Linked DNA regions of Sus scrofa: all the other regions are linked to region 1. A link is a contact called in public Hi-C and HiChIP or PLAC-seq data. All regions are on one chromosome and are shown on one strand. Each heading gives the region's core, a stretch centred on a gene start, on an enhancer-like site or on the middle of the called end of the contact. The rest is flanking DNA. Distances are from core to core; before and after follow the strand shown.

Region 1 (4,280 bases), core at 448-2,947:
TAACACATTTTCTCATTTCTTGGCTCTCCTATGGATTTGAAATTGTTGGGAAAAATTCCTGAAATAAAGAAATGGTCACACAAGTATCTGGGATGAAACAGCTGGCCTGTCTGTATTCATGCTGAGACTTACACACGATTGCATATAAATATATGTTTAATAAAGTAAGCTGCTAGTTTTATGAGCATTTGTGTGTGAGGGAGAGACAGGGCATTTGTGCTGTAAACTTTATCTTTGCCTGTTATTTCTAACTCTGGAGTTAGTAATCTTGCCTTCATCATTATAGGGGGAGCATGTAAAATATATAAGTAAGTGGGAGATAAACACATTCATGTTAGCGGGGCTCACCACTGTTCCTGGGAACTCCTGCTATCTCTCTTGACTTTTCAGTGCCAAAGTATGGCATGGAATATTTGTATGTATGTGTCTCCTGTGAAATCCATGTCTATATTACTTTGCCATTTGAAATACAATTTCAAAAGTTATCCCTAATTTAAAACTCTAATATCCTGACAGTTTTCTTCCCAACTGTAGTGACCCCCCCCCCCACTACTTTGGTAAACGACTCAAGTTCCATGAGGACTTTCACTTCTTTATTTATCATCACAGAAGTGAGGTGTTACTTCACATACACACACACACAAAGAATGAAATAAAGAAATGAAACTCGCTAAGCAGACAAAAACAAGCAACTTTCTGCTTAGAAAACAGCCTTCTTCGGTAGAAAAGGTTGGACTGCCATATCTAAGAGAAAGACTTGCTCCCGAATTTGGTAGGTTTGTATCCATCAAGTTTTGTAATTATTAACAGGTATTTGCCAAGTTTTAATTGCTGAATACAATGAATTGGAATTAGACATGACAATAGAGCAGAACCTCTCCCCCTGAAGAGTTTTTATTCCAACCACATAGTTCTCAATAAAACTTTTCCTAGGCTGGGTAGCAAAAGGCACCTTTGGTTACCTGAATGGACAGGTACAGGGCAAATTATTTGGAGGAGGAAAAAAGAGAAAAGGAAGGAGAGAGAGAGGGAGTGAGAGAGAAATCCAAGAAGTCACTCTTGGGAAAAGCTTGCCGTAAAGGAGCTAAACCCACCTGAAATTCCTACCCACAGACACTCCTTCGCACTTCAGACTCCCATCCTCACTTAAAAGGAGAAAATCATGAAAGGAGGGTGGGGGATGACCATGCCAAAAAGGAATAAAAAGAGAGAAAAGGGGGAAAAAAACCTACCTGCGAAGTCTTGTTTGTAGTTTTGGCCAGAAATGGTGAGAAGAAAAAGCATGAAGAAGCCGCGAAGTGTGGGGAAGAAAAAGGTGGAAGCGAAGAAACAGCTCCCGGAGCAAACTGTACAAAACCTCGCCAAGAGTGTCGGGAGGCAGGACCGTTATTCCTGCGGAGCAGGTTAGAACTGATCTCTTTCGGCCACTCCAGGAAACACAAACCTGGGGACGGACTGACGTGTTACGCCTCTTCTAATGACATTTTTTTCTTTTTCTTTTCTGTAGGAGAGAGAGAGACCCTGAAACACGCGCCACCTATCTTTGTGGGGAGGGATAATTGAAGCGCCCTGAGCGTGAGCATCATGTGAAAACGTGATCGCCAAGTTTCTCTCTGGGAAAGGATCTGGGATAGATTATACCTTGAAGTCTCCGCAAACGCTTTAGTGGAAGAAATGAAATTCCACCTCCCTCCCTTCCTCTCTCCCTCCCTCTCGCCTCCCTCCCTCCCTTCTCCACGCCCCCCCCCCCCCCGTAAAGCCTTTGGCATCATTATCCTCATCTCCTCATCACTAAATCCTACAGAGTACAGGGCGGAAAACGGTGCACACCATTCACAGAACTGGAGAACTCTTAAGGGGCGAAAGTTAAAGGGAAAGATCCCGGTTCTTCAATCCAGATCGCTTCTTCTTATACAGATATCTCTAATGACCAGATTTGAGATGCACATTAAGTTGTGTGGATTTCTCAGCACAGCTTCTGGAACTAAATTTTTTGCCCTTTCTCTTATTTTTTTGTCTTTTTAGATGCCAGAGCCAGAAAAAAAAAATGTTGCATGTGAACTGCATTTTAGGGTGTGTGTTGGGGGTGTGTGTGTGTGATGAATTTCTGGATTGGATCCCAATACTAAAAAGTGGTTTGGCATTTTTAAAAAGGGTCTCTAAGTGAATTAACATAGCGGGCTGAGTTGCCTCGATCTCTGAGTCTCTCTACATCTCACGGAGACCTCACTACAAAGTGAGGGAGTGTGTGTGTGTGTGTGTGTGTGTGTGTGTGTGTGTAGGGAGGCAGGAGGAATAGGAGAAAGGCCATAGAGGAACTTAGCAGGGAAGGATGAGCATGATATTAAACGGCATGGGGTCTAAGTTTTGGAGTATACATTTTTTGATATTGCAATTAAAGTAAAATTAAAAAGAAAAGACTCCACCTTTGCTCTGAAGGGATTGGTTATGTAAATATGGAAGGGATTTCCTGGAGAATACAGCTTTCTACTGTATGGTTAATTAAATAATCACTCAAAAGCTTCCAACGTGACGCTTCTGTCGTAATCCAATCAGGTTACATAGGTCCTAAACAAGAAAGATATTTTCCACATCTGGAAGTCAGCAATTTAGCAAGTACTGCACATTATTAACCAATTCAGAGCCCACTTCCCAGGGGAATTTTTTTTGAAGTTTAAGTGTTCTTAACCAATGCTCTGCTGTTTTGTTAATCAAAAAGCTGGTTTACACTGCACATAATTGGAACTAATATAGAAGTAAATAAAGACAGCCAAATTTGAGGATGCTGAGCACAGGCATTTATAGGAAAAGGAAGAAATCTCTTAGCCTCCAGTGGTTCAGGCTCAGTTTCTTAAAGAACTGTGAGGTTTTTTTGTTGTTGTTGTTGTTGTTGTTGTTTTAAGAGTGAAAGTGCTTGAGAACCTCAGAGCACAAATAAACTTTCAGTCCCACTGCCTTTGGGCTTTCTTGCAAAGGTAAAGGTGGAGGTGTCAAGAGGACTGAAGAGCAGCCTCATGCCAAAATTTTCTGCTTTAATATTGTTAATATGTTACAGCCCCCTGTTTTCAGTCTGATGAAATCTGAAACAAATAACACCCTGATCCAACACTAGACTTTTACTTATATTAAGATAAACTGCTTTGAACTGTGCTTTGAAATGTGTGCCTAAAGCAAGACTTTGAATGCAAGACTCACTGGCAATTGCACTCAGAGGAGGGAAAAGCCACCACAAGAGTTGCCACATCCACACTCCCAGAGGTGCATGTCTTTGTATTTTGTATGTTTATTTTTTTTAAGGGGGGGAGCAGTAGCCACCCAGCATGACCACAGCTAGTTCTGACTTTAGCCTACAAGAAAGTACATTTTCACTATTGGTTACAGACTCACTTCTTTCCCACCTTGAGTATTTATTACACTGAGAATCTTCTCACCCATCCCATTACAGATAAATTACCTGTAGAGGAGCATTCAAGATCATCAGTGTAAAATTAATAATAAAAAAAGAAAACTAAAGACTTCCAACAGAGGTCAGGCACATTCTCCACCTTATGTTGTGCATTTCTTTTAATATTTCTATCTCTATAAATATATGACTTATCAACTTCCTCTTCTGAGATTTATTTCTATTATTAATGTCCTTTTTTCTTTCTCTTCCCACTTTTTTATTTAAAAAAAAGTCAATTCCAGCTTTCTCTAGAAGTTTGCTTTTCAGCCTTTCCTCTTCCATTTCTAGGAAAAAGCTGTCCCTTGCATGGAGTGATTCCAGACAATACTCTACCTCAGGAACCCAGGTAGCCACTGGAGCTTCCAGCCCAGACACACACTCACTGACAAAAACCTCAGGTCAAAGGATCCTATTGAAAGGCTAACAAATTACTTGTCTTTATTATGTATATTAATGTGAGGTTACTTAGGATCTGACTTAAAAAAAAAAAAAAGAGACAGACAAGTATTTCCATTAAAAACACCTAATCATCTGATTACTCTGGGCTCAGTAATTGTTCAAGTGGCAGGAGGCAGCCTCAACAAGGCATTGGGAGTCCCGATGTGCAAGTATTTGATTTAGGGTAAAAAAGCAATCTTTCAAGTTTCCATTAATGTGGATATTTAGATGGTGGCATGTGAGCTGTCCCTGTGAGGGTGAGAGCGCCGGTGGGTTGCCCTCCGCCCCTGCCTGGCACGCCCCTGGCACACACCCTTCCCGATTGACCGAGAGTTCCCATCAAAGCAGAGACGGTGGGATCTGGCGAAGCCGAAATATAAATTTGTTCCGAACACTC
Region 2 (4,280 bases), core at 868-3,367, 480 kb after region 1:
AAGAGCAACTACTCCCATTGTTGGAAGGAACATTCTTCAAAATATTCATTCTTTCATTTCCTTAATACATATTTATTGAGTGCCAATCATATACCAGACATTAAGCTAGGCTTCAAAACACAAAGGAGGATAAGACTTAAAACAGTAGTCCTAATATTTACTGGGAGCATGCTACATATTAATTACCACAGCCTTTACATGTTTTCACTCATTTACTCCTCAAGACAAGCCTGTAAAGTGGAAATTGTCTTCCTCATTTACAGGTAAGGGAGAGAGTGCAAGTTAACTTGCCAAAGAGAAGCAGCTAGTAAGTGGCAGGGATGATGGTTTTAGAGCCCATGCCCTTAACCCTAGAACCAAGTCCCTCTTTAGGGACCTGGCTAAACTATAAATGAACAATGCAATACTTGATTCTTATTAGAGCTAAATAAGGAGAGTTCTGTAAGTGGCTCAGTGGGGGATCCCAATTAGCCAGAGTGGTCAGAGAGAACCCCTTTGAAGGGAAGGGATGTTCCTAGGGACCTAAGAGGAAAGCTCTTGTCAGGGGGAAACAAGCTCATAAGGCTTCCCCAGCAAGGATGAGGAAGAACCTGATGGGTTTTGGAGCCCAAACTTTCTAAAGTTCTCTAATTTAGTTGTACTCTTTCAACTACACAGGGTAAACTGAATCCCTCTATCATATACATTGGTTTGGGGGTAAATTAGATTATTTTTCTTGAAGAGTATTATATAAACCACTGATTGCATAGAAGGTAGCTGGTAGTGTCCACAATCATACTTGTAAAGAGTTCATACTCCAGATTCTTCATTACTAAGCCATCCTGCCTCCTAGGAGAGCTGTGAGAAATAACTTTTCTCTACCACACATAATGAAAATGGGTCAACTTATTAAACATATTAAAAATGAAAATATATTCTGCATTATACCTAGAAAATACTATATAGCTGAGAATGTAAGAAAAAATACATATTCTATCAGTGTTGGTGATGATCCCAGCCAAAAATGGTATGATCTTAAATAGTATTATTCATTTGATCTTCTCTAGATAGCCTTCAAGGACAGTGAATTAAGATGGAAGCCACATAAGAACACACGGCGTGTTCCTTCTTCACGCAGGGCGGCCCTCCCGTTGTATTTCTTTTCCCGAGGGATGGGACTGGTAGTCTGTTAGGTCAGGCTTCCTAGGTTGGCATGTAAAAAGTAAACCAAAGGACTTCATTATCTTAGGATAAGGACGAAGAAGAAGAAGAAGGAAAAAAAAAAACTACTTAAGGAAGAGTTAAAAGAGTTTCCCAATGGAGGAATATCTTTGAAATTAAATATTTCTCTATGCAAGTTGACATTTAAAATGTGTGACTTAAGAGAGATAAGAAGAAAATTGTGAGAAACATAACCTTAAATATTTTGGATAACATTTCTTGAATTATGCAGCATTTGGCACGACTTTGAGGAAACAAACACTCTGGGGTAATGATAGTATTTGTACGCACTTTATAGGAACATCTATACACACTCACACAGTTATATTTGTGGTATAATACATGACACATATAGAATATGTCTATGTAAAATTGTTTTATATGTAGCATTTCCATCCCTGGGACTAAACACTGGCTCTCCAAAATGTGTTTTTATGGATGCTTCCATGCTGAACTTACAGAACATAGTTATCGGATAGCATAAATGTTGTTTTAATTCTTCATGGGCAGTCAAATGTCTTTTGAGGAGTCATCCTAGACCCATCTATAGAAATGGCATGTTATAGACTGAACAGCACAAAGCAGCAAAAGAAATAAAGTAAAACCCTGTTAGCATTGGCTACCCTTTCAACATATTAAAGACTCTCAGAAGAGATAATCTACAGTAGGGAATAGCACTGTGCTGGCACGGGGTTTACAGGATGACCTAATGGGTCTTTTCCATCTCTAATTCCTGTGATATTGCAGATCTAAGAGATGGAGCCAGTAATTGCTTACAACATAACGGATTCCTCTCTCTCCTTTTTTTTTTTTTTTTTTCCCCTCTCTTCCCTGGAGTTCAGCAGAGACTCTCTTAAAATAAACAAAAACTGTGAGAAACTAAGAGAAGTCAGGGACTGGCCCACTTTTTAGAGGCAGAATGTGGAAAGTATGAAGCACTGATTTGACTACGAAGGCTTGAAAGCAGAGGGGCCCGAGCCGTTTATACTACAGGCAGTAGTTAAAAAAGGGAAAGAAAAAAAAAAAAGAAAGAAACTTGAAAAAAATGGGTGTAACCCTGGGCTTTGATACAACTGGCCTTTCAGCCCCCACTTGAGATTTGCACATCCCCAAGGGAAGCTGTGGTTTGGAATAAGATCGTGCATTTAATTTCGCTCAGAGAACTTATTGGACTTGGCACAAAAAGAAAGAATTTGCAGTATATTTTTTGTCATGATTAGTGGCCCCCTCACCACAATATTTGATTATTTTGGAAAGGGAAAAGTTAAATCCTTGTAAAGTTGTGATTTACAATTTTCGAGCATCCAGGTAGGGAGCATGACTTCTGCCAGCTTGATCATGGGATCCACATTTTATTCTGTCTCATTGATGTGAGAAAACAAAACAGTTCTGTGGGGGGAAATAGACTTGGGAATATATCCCTTGATTATCCTGGGAGATTTTTCTCTCCATGCCACATCTTCTCTCAGTTACATTGATTTTGGTATCCAGTGAAACTTGTAGCAAGAAACTGGCACGCGGATAGTTTACTTTTCATTTCTAATCTGTAGTATCTGGCATTTTTTTATCATTTGATTTCTTTGCTCTCACAGTTACGTAAATTTTGAGGCAGAGGAGTTAAAGAGAGATTCTTGATTTATGCCTGAAAATGACTTTCACTGGACATTTTTTCTCAAGCTTTATAATTAAGATTGGAGATCTTGTGGGTATTTTAATATAGACTAAAATCTATCCAAATAGCCAAAGGCAAAGGGAGTGACCGACTGGGTAGCTGAGGAATATTTTCCTGGTAGATGTACAACAACTTTCCCCACAACTGTGATGCTTTATCCTTTGACATTAAAAATGCTGTTTGCAGAAGTAACATTCCTTTGAACACTCAACTTTCTGAAATTGTGTCCCACCGCAAGGACTCACATAGGGTAAGTCTGAGCATCAATGCTGAGTAACAGCCAGGCTAATTGGATTCTGTTCTGGTGTCCAACACTGAAATAGAGTCAGTTGAGTCTTGAAATAAATCTTGAAGTGGAATTAATAATAATAAATTCCACCTCTTCTACTACTTTTAACTTTTTTGGATGTGTGCTTTTTGGAAAACTGTCTCTAATGTTTAGGCAGAGAGTTCTCACCATGCTTACTAAGTGAAAGCAATTTGCTGAATAATGTCAATGTAGCAATGTTAGTGGTATTGTTGGCAGAGAGAAGACACTTTTTTCTCTCATTCTGGACTTGGACAGGAGATAAAGACAAATACAAGAATTCCATTGGTATTTGGGGAAGTGCTCTATTTGTCCCAAGTTGAGTATGGTGGTTAAGGGAACCTATGACTAAGGGCAAAGAACCTAGGTTTCAGTCCCAGCTGGCTGTGGGACCTGGGGCAAATGGTTTATCTTCTCTAAGCCTCTGTTTTCTCATCTGTACTATGGAATAATTAAAACTTAATTTGGTTGTTGGGGGGTGGAAAGAGTTAGTATAAATATATCACTAATAGTATAATGATGACACATGCTACGAATTCAACAACTGTTATCTGTTGTAGCTATTTGATATTGACCTCATCAACACAATATTTCTTGGCTGTGTATAGTGGTAAATCTAGACTCAGCATCTCTATGAAAGTAAGATATGAGATCTGCTTTCTCTTTCCACTCTCACTGATTTAATGACAGTGAGTCAATAAGTTTTTTTTTTTTTTATTATTTGACCCCACCTTTGCAAAGCTATTGTGAAATTTGAATCAAGATACTTCATCCTGTATTAATGAGGCTTCTTTCAACTGAATGACCGAAAACCAACTTTCTTCTATAATTTCTCAGATTTCTAGGAATTCTGGTCTTTTTTGTCCTCTTCTCTCCTACCCTCTCTGCTTCATTCCCCCACCCTCACCACCATACATACTTTTTACTATCTCCCATCCCTCACCAAGATTTACTTTCCTCTACGGTGGATTCATTTTAGTAACGCTGTCTCCACATGATGGCAGATGCCCTCCAGCATAGGTGATGGTACAGCCAGTAACTCTAGAGTAGACATATCAAAATGATATGGCATAGAGACTGTTCCCATAGTGAAGGCTAGAT
Region 3 (4,280 bases), core at 570-3,069, 320 kb before region 1:
AAAGGTTGATACAATATTATTCATTATTCAAGTATATTTACGTAAAACTAAAATCTCCAATAATAAGCTCAATGTTTTTAAAACTACTTTACCTAATAAGTAATAAATTTGATAATCTATATAACAATTATGACATTATTTAAAATGCAACATTCTAACAATATCAGTGATAATATTAAGTTGGATACTTGAACGACCTCTGGAGGGCAAATTTTCCCTCCTTCAAATTCAGGCTCTCTGAAAAAAGTGCTCCCTGGTTTAAGATTTTTCATGGCAGATAATCTACTAACAATCTGAAAGTGCCAAACTGAACATTAGATAAGGATTAAGTCATATACCAATGTAAGATTAGTGTTAAAAGTGGAAATTAGCAAGTAAAGTATAAAAAGGAATTAAAAAGTAAAGAGGAGCCTTTAACACTCCAATCCTCATCACACAAGAATGTCTTCAGGCATAGATGACTGCAAGATAGATGCAACCTGCAAAACCATTTTATGATACATATAATAATACATTATTTTTTCATCCAGATAAGGTTCCTACCTTTTCTTAATATAAATAATAGCACAGTAATTTCCTCAATTAAGTACCTATAGCTTCGAAGCTCCCCTTTAGAATATTTTAAAACTGCTGTTGGGGACACATGATAGACACTGATTAACTGGTATGATATAATCAAGTGAACTGGTACTAAACTATAGAGTAGCATCCACAGCTAGTTATTAGGTACATTTTTATGACATATACATTATATAGGAAAAGAGAGTATCCTTCAATTGTCTCTATTCAAGAATGGAAACTTTTGAGACTATTATTAATTAATGGTTAACAGAATTACTGCTGGTTTTTCTTGCAGGTATTATGATAGCATATCTGAGTACAAGACGTCTAAGAAAATTAAAGTGATGATATTACTGAGATGCTTTTTAATACCTCTGTCATTATATAGTTTCAGTCTATATTATTTTTGCCGAATATTGATAAAACATTTCATGCACAATTTACAGGTTGGGTTTCAGGTGAGCAGAATAAACACTATTTTAAGCAGAAGATATACTTTTAAACCAACTTTTAAAATTTCACTGGATCATTCAACATTTGCTTGAAATCCTTACAAGATATTCATCTATTTGTGGCATCATATAGGTCTGTCTCCCCATCTGTCTATGTTTTTCATGAAGACTAGTATCTGGTACAAGGTTTTTTTTTTTTTTTTTTTTTTTTTTCCTCCCTTCCCCACTTTAGTAGCTATTCATTGGCCCACTACTATGCCATTTCTGTCATAGTTGTCCGACAGCATTTATCGATCATCTTTTTAATAAAATATAAGCTTTCTTTCACAGGACAAGGGGACAAGTAATCAATATAATCAATTTAATTTTGGCTAAATTTAACTCTGTATGGTTAGAAATTAATGTCATCAAAATGTATTATTGTCACAATAAATAATTACATTGGCATCATGATGTTCACTAAAATATAAAACACTGAATTTTCTAAGACTAACATATATATGGTTATTTACCACAGCACTTCGGCCGTATCTTCCTAAAAGTAACCTTCTTATATTCCATGGCCAGATTTGCTAAGAAATTCACATCTTGCATGTATGGACATCTTGAGCAATCCTTTTTAACAGGAAATCTTGACAACACCCCTTCCCCTCCCAACTCCACTTGGTAGTCTGACTCCAGCACAAGCTCATCTGGTTCGACTAAAATCATTGCATTATTTGGCAGTGGTTTCTTCATACGTGGCGCTTGGAGCTCATTGAAGCTCAAACAGTACAGGAAATGCAAATCATGCAAACCACCCTCATGATGGCGACGTACAGTGGCGTGATTGAGCGGCACTACGCACGACTCGTGGGCTGACCACATGAAAGGAGCCATTTACAGACCAGATGAGCAAAAGCTGGGATAAGTTAGAGAGTATGTGTGAGCTTCAAAGCTGGCAGACTAGCATCCTTATTTAAAATAGAAGGGTTTTTTATTATTATTTTTTATTAATAACACCTGCCTGAGCTCTTTACATTGAAGGAAGTTTACAGAGGTAGAGGGGGGTATCCTGTATATATGTGGTCCAAACTTTCTTTTTTAAATCCCAGGTATGGCAGAAGAGTGGAGTACTTTCCATCAATTTTTCACAAGATTTTCTACAGTTGTTAACAGTTATTGGAAATGTTTTCTTTCAGTGAACTTAAAAAAAAAAAAAAAGATAATCTTGCAATGTTGCAGTGCCCTACATTATTTGCTCATAATTCCTAGTGTCAGTTTAATTGCCACATGTTAATAAAATTAGTTCCTCCAACAAAAAATAGGGAGCTATAATTCTCAGGAATTCTTCAACAAAAGCCTTAGGAGCAATACAGAATTTGCCATTAAGAGAATATTTGAACAAGGCTAATACAGTAACTAGAACAGAAAAATGACTATAGGAAGTTTTTCTTTTCTTTTTTGGAACTGATGGTTTTCTAGATGTTTCTGATTTACCACAAAATAAAGAAAATGTGATTATTAAGAAAATAAATGTGATAACAAAATAATTTTTTAAAATTTAAATTTCATGTGTTTGTTTAGCATTTGAAATTATTTTCCAAAGCCTTTAAGTAGGCTATTTCATTTGCACACAGACTTAAAAGCATCAAGAATTCCATTAAAGCACTGGCTCCCTTAACCCCTTAAACCTATAGCTAGAAACTTAAAGAAGTGTATGAGGAAGTTAGAAGTTTAAATAAAGTGGGTAAAAGGCTAATGCTTCTGGTCTAGGAATCAGAAAACCTAAGCATAAATAGCCATATGATACTGAACTAATCACTCTCTGAAACTCAACCTTCTCATGTTTAAGAAAGATGTTATCACCACCTTTCTTGATCGCTACTGAGTTTCAATTGAAAGATGAGGTAATGTAGGATGAGAGAAAATTGTACAGTGTTAAATACACATAAAGAAATGCTGTACAATGTATGAGGCATAACATTGTACCAGACATTATGTCAGGCTCCTTACATACCTTATCTCATTTGGTTTAATTTCATGTTCACAATATCACTGCTTTATAATAATAATAATAATAATAACAATTATCATTATTATCTGCAACTGTGGCATGAGGAAGTTCCTGGGCCAGGGGTCAAACCCACGCCACAGCAGCAATCCAAGTCACTGAAGCGACAACACCAGATCCTTAACCCACTTCACCACAAAAGAACTCCATTGCATTATTATCTGTTGCATTTTAAGAGACAAGAAAATTGAGCCTCACACAAGCTAAGCAATTTCCCCAAATCTTATGGCTAATAAATGGCAACATTTGGATAAATGTATTAGGCCACACATGCATCTGTACTGTTAACGTTTCACAGTCATCCACTGGGGGTCTACATAACTCTTGATGAGTTGGTATTTTAAAAAGAAATCCAAAGCTGACATCCTACACAGTTGAATTAAGTAGAATTTCTCCAACTTTTTCATCAGACACACAAGTGGAAACTTGGTATTTTGAATTGTCCCATGCTATTCCATCCTGTCTACTTTTTTTTATTATTTTTTATTATAGTTGAGTTACAATGTTCTGTCAACTTCTGCAGTACAGCAAAGTGACCCAGTTATACATATATACATTCTTTTTCTCATATTATCTTCCACGAGTGATTAGATATAGTTCCCTGTGCTACACACAGCAAGACCTCATTGCTTATCCACTCCAAATGCAATAGTTTGCATCTACTAACCCCGAATTTCCAGTCCATCCCACTCCCTCACCCTTGGCAACCACAAGTCTGTTCTCTATGTCCATGAGTTTGTTTCTGGTCTGTAGATAGGTTTGTGCCACATATTAGGTTCCACATATAAGTGATATCATATGGTATTTGTCTTTCTCTTTCTGATTTACTTCACTTAGTATGAGAGTCTCTAGTTCCATCCATGTTGCTGCAAAAGGCATTATTTTGTTCTTTTTATGGCTGGGAATTATTCCATTGTGTATATGTATCATATCTTCTTAATCTGTTCAATTGTCGATGGACATTTAGGTTGTTTCCATGTCTGGGCTATTGTGAATAGTGTTGTAATGAAGATAGGGGTGCATGTGTCTTTTTCGATGAAAGTTTTGTCCAGATATATGCCCAGGAATGGGACTGCTGGATCATCTAGTAGTTCTATATTTAGTTTTCTGAGGTATCTCCACACTGTTTTCCATAGTGGTGAACCAACTTACATTCCCATCAACAGTGTAGGAAGGTTCCCTTTTCTACACACCTTCTCCAGCATTTGTTATTT

The links. Hi-C and Micro-C count contacts between places; a contact is called where the count stands out from the background. HiChIP or PLAC-seq counts read pairs in DNA pulled down with a chosen protein or histone mark.
Region 2: a contact with region 1 is called in a Hi-C map of subcutaneous adipose tissue, with 2.6 times the contacts expected there. The contact joins the enhancer-like site here to the promoter of ZEB2 in region 1. A contact is called at or near these places in 10 of 47 Hi-C or Micro-C datasets (adipocytes, embryonic fibroblasts, fetal heart ventricle and 7 more) and 2 of 2 datasets of contacts at active chromatin or transcription factors (alveolar macrophages and skeletal muscle).
Region 3: a contact with region 1 is called in an H3K27ac HiChIP or PLAC-seq map of alveolar macrophages. The contact joins the enhancer-like site here to the promoter of ZEB2 in region 1. A contact is called at or near these places in 1 of 5 promoter capture datasets (fetal liver), 3 of 47 Hi-C or Micro-C datasets (embryonic fibroblasts, heart right ventricle and subcutaneous adipose tissue) and 2 of 2 datasets of contacts at active chromatin or transcription factors (alveolar macrophages and skeletal muscle).

Annotation. Positions count from the first base shown.
Region 1 is chr15:7,496,296-7,500,575 of Sscrofa11.1, reverse strand. It overlaps ZEB2 (zinc finger E-box-binding homeobox 2), which reads right to left and starts at 1,697. Exons shown (of 10, transcript XM_021076506.1): 1 at 1,233-1,697. It overlaps LOC110257199, which reads left to right. Exons shown (of 2, transcript XR_002339482.1): 2 at 1,253-1,346. It overlaps LOC110257200 (a long non-coding RNA gene), which reads right to left. Exons shown (of 2, transcript XR_002339483.1): 2 at 3,650-4,280.
Region 2 is chr15:7,011,813-7,016,092 of Sscrofa11.1, reverse strand. The region is part of intron 2 of LOC106506174 (a long non-coding RNA gene); the gene reads right to left. Among named protein-coding and RNA genes, the nearest start is that of ZEB2, 480 kb to the left of the region's middle. Within about 2 kb of position 2,117, at least 10 of the 83 cell types and tissues checked have an H3K27ac peak or open chromatin away from gene starts, as enhancers often do. A contact at or near this core is called in skeletal muscle and subcutaneous adipose tissue, where this site is marked.
Region 3 is chr15:7,812,245-7,816,524 of Sscrofa11.1, reverse strand. The region is part of intron 5 of GTDC1 (glycosyltransferase-like domain-containing protein 1); the gene reads right to left. Among named protein-coding and RNA genes, the nearest start is that of GTDC1, 85 kb to the right of the region's middle. Within about 2 kb of position 1,819, at least 5 of the 83 cell types and tissues checked have an H3K27ac peak or open chromatin away from gene starts, as enhancers often do. A contact at or near this core is called in alveolar macrophages, where this site is marked.